Regions from separate parts of the Arabidopsis thaliana genome. Here region 2 is linked to region 1. The links are chromatin contacts, called in public capture Hi-C maps. All regions are on one chromosome and are shown on one strand. The core of a region is the stretch at or near the end of the contact, and the rest is flanking DNA. Distances in the headings are between cores, read along the strand shown.

Region 1 (2,700 bases), core at 97-2,596:
TCAACGGCGGCGATCAACTCTACCTAAATCCACAAGCTTCTTCGATCTATTTGCACAAAACGACGCCGCTGCTGATATATGAGGCTTTTCCGGCACCGCCGTTACCTCCCCAGAATTACCAAACTCCGATGGAAATCTCATTTTCCGTTTAAACGGACAGTTAGGACTAGCTCTCACCAACGGACTCAAACAAAAAGCCATCCCCGACATGCTCTTCCCTATCCCCATCGCAATCTTCCTCCTTCCCGGAGTTTTCGTCGCCGGAGTTCTCCTCAATTCCTCGATTGATTCCGCCGACTGCTCCGGTTCCGTATCTCTTACAGGTGACATTCCTCTACAGTATATACGTTGAGGTCTACGCGCAGCGATAACGTCTTCGATGTAACACGCGGTGGTTGGTTGCTTTTTACGTCGACCGGTGGAGAGAATCGTCGAGATCCATGAACGTGAAGAGGAAGAAGAAGATGAAATCTCAGACGCGTCGCATGAGGAGAATCTAGGATTGTTGGATTTGGGATTGGTATCGAAATCTTCAGATCTAGCTCTGAATAGATTCGAGAATCTAGATACTTTTTTACCTTGTTTTGATTTATTTGATCGATTCGATTCGAAATCTTTGCATGAATATCCGACGAGATCTATCTGTGGCGTGGTAATGAATCTCCGATTAGAAGAAACTAAAGGATCTCCTCCACCGGCTCCGGCGTCGGATTTTCTACGGGTAACGTAAGGAGAAACAGAGCGAGGGAAAATCAAAAGCGGAGGATGATTATTGTTATTAGATTTCTTTGATTGATTATCTTCTACGGCGGCTGATACGGCGGCGGAAGCGGCGAGAGAGAGGAGACGTTCACGGAGGCAAGAAGCGCAAACGCCGTTGCTGCTGCTGAGATCGACGGTGTGTCTTTTACACCTCATCGGAGGAGAATTGAAGATAAAAGAAAAAGCTTTGATTTTTTTCGAAAGGAAGCTTTTTTTTTTTTGGGTTGGGCCGAGAGTTTCGGTGGTTATAGTGATGTGACAACCTGTAAAGATGAAGGAAGAAGAAAAGATCTGGTGGTAAAGATTTTGTCTTCTTCTCCTAAGATCTCTGTTTTGAGATAGGCTTAGAGAGAGAGAGATAGCATTCTATGTCGGAAAACCAAAAAAAAAGATAGATGAGAGAGAGAAACTAATTTATTTATCTAATGGAGATTTGTAAGCACAACATTTTGACAGATCATTTTATCACTAACCATTTCTTTAATGCAAAATTTAATTATGCGATGGTTAGTGATTCAATTGCAATTTTTGGTTCGTAATTTTGCCAACTTACAAAAAATTGATCTAACGCGCCATTATAGTTTCATAGTTGTAGAAGATAAAATCTAGTTATGGTTGACCTTTCTTTAATTCAATATACGGACCAATACCATTGGATTTGAATGGGATGTGTAGTGATTACCTCAGCCACTGACTTGAAACAATGATATAACTGTATAAATAAATAAAAAACCTAAAAGAGAAGCATGTGACGTTGGATGGTAAAAGCCGACAAGTATTAGGTGAAGACGAGCCATCGTCGTTTTCCACATATCTCACACGAATGTTCGTCCGTTTCTTCTACATATTGCCACGTGGTTTTCATATTTCATCAATAGGCCTTAACTTCATTATTGGGCTTTTAAAGCCTTCCTAAAGTCTCCTTGTCTATTGGGCCTGTCATGTGATAATCAATGATGTAATAAATAACGACAACCTATACTTAGTTTTTGCTTCTTCTTAGTTTGAATATGTTATGTTAGTTTGGTTATTTCAGTCATTTAGTTTGGTTTGGTTGATAACTAAATCATGATGTTGAGAGAAACTCATTGTTTTTGTGTTTATGTCTATGTTTATTGTGAAGAATGATTCATTATTTACCAAGTACTAAGAAATTCAAAATTTTCTAGAAATATTATTTTATGTTTGTGATTTCTAAAATAAAATCTAAAATAATTCAGACTGGATAACACAAAACCCATAAAAACTAGAGAACCGCTTGTATACATATAGCCTCCTACCCTCTTCCTGGACCTAACTTTATTATTGGGTCCTTTTAAAAGTCTTCTATATCTATTGGGCCTTCTAAACAATGTTGATTGTTGTTTCTAGACTTATTATTTTGTATTTGTGTGAGGGGTCCATGTGGAATTTCAAAATTCGAAAATTCAAACAGGTTACAAATATCTCAAATTAAAGGGACACAAATCTTATCTTCATTATTTTAGATTTGACCGTCTAGAAAAGTAAGAACCAGACCGTACCGAACCAAAACGAACCAGAGCCAGACGACTCCTTAACGGCGGCTAAGCTATCTGTAAACCGACCGAACCACACAGCCACAGGCACACAAATCAAACCTTCTAGAAATCAAAGAGAGACATTTATTCTCTAAATTCATTTTCCTATTTTGCCCCTACGAATATTTTTCTTCTTCGTCTCTCTCTCTCAGCTCTTGAAGTCTTTGGTCTGTTGGCGAATTTTCAAGCAGCTTTCTAATTCTGAACTGAAAATTTCGTCTTTGGAACTTTATATTCTCTCATCTGAAACTGAAGGAGAAGGAAGATGACGACTATGGAGAGTTTGATTGGGTTAGTTAATAGGATACAGAGAGCATGTACCGTACTCGGTGACTATGGTGGTGGAACTGGAAGTAACGCTTTCAATTCTCTCTGGGAA
Region 2 (2,700 bases), core at 41-2,540, 86 kb before region 1:
CGGTTAAAGGGGAGATTGGCGGCTTACAACTACATGATCATGGACTGGGATTTTGGTGTACTTATAAGATACTCCATGACTAGTAACTACCTCAAATTTACCAAACCCATCACCATTCAAAATCTGCCTTCTCATTTCAACACTACCACAATAATCTACCACGTACTTAGTTGCGTCTTTGAAGTAGTTGTAAAATGCAACACTTACTGCTCCCCCTGCAATTTCCCATCCCAAAAAAAAAAACGAACTACAAGATTAGGAAAACATCAATTTTGGTTAAAAACTAAAAAAGCCATAACTGTTTTGCTTACAATGAGTGACTAAGAGCAAGTTCTCAGAAGGATACTTCTCCGCAAGAATCTTCACTGTCTTATAATATCGATCCTCAAAGGCTTGTGCAGATTCTCCCCATTCTGGCACCTAAACAGTACAAACAAGGAATCGAGAATTATCGAAATAAAGTTTAGATATAGTCACACAAAACAAAACATTAAGAACGAAGACACGACAAAACAAGTCATATAGAGCACCTCTTTATAAACCATATCCACATTAGAATCCACTGTTCCTTCAGGAAACATAGCTTCAAGATCTGAAATCTTGAAATCAAATTTCCCATCTTTGGGAGCAACTTCACTCTTAATAAAGATTGGGTGCGGTATCTCGGACAATCCAAATTCAATAGCCACCTAAAGCAGACGAGACAAGACATATATAAGCATAAAACATCTCAAATGCTTCAATCAAAATGATCAGCATGGTTATAAGAACAACATAACAGAATTTTGCTTAGAGAATCATTAAAAATTTCCATAGTCCACAATATATGTTTTTTTTTTTTATAACGTATGTATGACACGGACCAACACTAGCATAAAACCACTAGACTACAAACCCTGGTCTCAAAAAATATATAGAGAGATATTCTGACTGACCTTGATCTTAGTATTGTCGATGGAAAGCACGTCTTTAGATGACATAGCAATGGGATCGAAATCGACGGCTGAGAGGGCGGCAACGACTTCGGAAGCGGTCTGGATGCAGCGGAGGAAAGGGGAGACGAAGACACGGTGAATCGGAACCCCAAGTTGAGACCGGATTCTCTGACCAGTTCTAAAGGCCCGATCCTTACCGTCTTGAGCAAGCGGTGGATCCCACGGTCTCGCAGCTGTTGAAGTCCAGAGTGGCTCGAAATTGTCGAGTCGATCACCATGACGCATCAGGATGACATTTTGGTGGCCACCGATGATTGATTTAGCCGACTCCATTGCCTTTCTCGGTGTGATCTTTGTTACTAGAAGTGGGAGGTATTTATACATATATGCAAGCAATGAGATGTTGAGTTTTGTTTTTTTTACTATAAACTTTTGAAGGAAGTTAAAATTGCATTTCTTTTCCTCAGTAGGAAATTGCGAGGAAGCTTATCACACAAGAAAGTAACAAAATTCTTTTAAAACACGACTCATCATTGTTATTACTACGAAGTTTACATCTATATAAATCCAACGTGATAAGAATTAATACCAAAACCACTCGATATAGACGACTCTCTCTTCTTCTTCTTTCTTTTAGGTCAACTAGTTAGTACAAATCTCTTTCTACAATATGTAATTAATGCATGATACATAATACATAAAAGGACCAATATGTAAAATATACTAATGTAAATAATTAAGTACTAATAAGTAGTCCAAAAATACAAAATGGATAGAGGTCCAAACAATCAAAATTTGTTATTAATCCGTAATTTTTTGGTTTTACTGTGTACGGATAGTGCATGAAGAGTTGGATAAACCAAGGGACAAAGCGAGTGGAGGTGATGAATTGATGATGAATAGAGTGACACATCAAGCCTGTGGTCCTTGTATAAAGTCCAAATTATAATATTGACCGTTAAAGTCCAGATTATATTCTTTAATTTACTGGATCAGAGTTTGAACTTTGAACTTGGAAGTGGGGTTAAAATAACAATTTGTAAAAACGCTATCAAATTTGCAGGTAATTATATTTTCTTCTGTTACATGTTTGACCAAATTATCCGTCTTTTTTGCTCTATTTATTAATGAAAACTAGAATGATTTAATTTATGAAATTTAGTAATGGAATAAATAAATTATGTTGATAATTCTGATTTTATTTTTCCACCTTTACAAAAAGTCAGGCTATCCCACTAATCTTATTACACAAAGTGAATGAATTAAACAGAAAAAAAAAAATAGAGGCCGTATCAACACCTCACATCAGTGGTAACAAATAAGACGACTGGATCAGAAAACTAGTTTGATTCACATTTTATACTGCCGACAGTTAGGACTTAAGACCGTATCTGAAGTTGAAGTTGAATTCGGCTCTTGAAACCGACGAGCCAGTAATGAAGCCAAAACTTGAAGAAACGAATCATTCGCAGTTCTGCATCATCACAGTACAGATAGAGACATGAGAAAGTGAAGGTTTATTATACAAAGTGAGTCCATTTTATCTAAGTCTAGACCTCGAAATCATAGCAACTTCAGAGTTCACATCCTCACTCTACACCAAATCAGGATTTTAAAATATGTAAGGTTAAGACGCAAATCATTAACATTAAGATAGGAACTTTAACCTTAAGGAATGATATGTCCCTAACTATCGGAAATCTAAGAACACCAAATATTAGCCACATCACATATCGTCCAAGCAAGCAAATCTAAAACTCTTCTT

The links. Capture Hi-C pulls out chosen DNA fragments and counts their contacts.
Region 2: a contact with region 1 is called in a capture Hi-C map of shoot, with 2.6 times the contacts expected there. A contact is called at or near these places in 2 of 26 Hi-C or Micro-C datasets (root and rosette leaf) and 1 of 3 other capture datasets (shoot).

The regions. Positions count from the first base shown.
Region 1 is chr3:22,247,538-22,250,237 of TAIR10.1, reverse strand. AT3G60200 reads right to left here and starts at 1,346. Exons shown (of 1, transcript NM_115883.4): 1 at 1-1,346. The coding sequence starts at 918. The coding sequence ends at 1. DL1E (DYNAMIN-like 1E) reads left to right here and starts at 2,262. Exons shown (of 15, transcript NM_115882.4): 1 at 2,262-2,700. The coding sequence starts at 2,587.
Region 2 is chr3:22,333,014-22,335,713 of TAIR10.1, reverse strand. AT3G60415 (phosphoglycerate mutase family protein) reads right to left here and starts at 1,290. Exons shown (of 4, transcript NM_115906.4): 1 at 936-1,290; 2 at 531-689; 3 at 312-420; 4 at 1-215. The coding sequence starts at 1,268. The coding sequence ends at 4. AT3G60410 (hypothetical protein (DUF1639)) reads right to left here. Exons shown (of 4, transcript NM_115905.4): 4 at 2,062-2,409.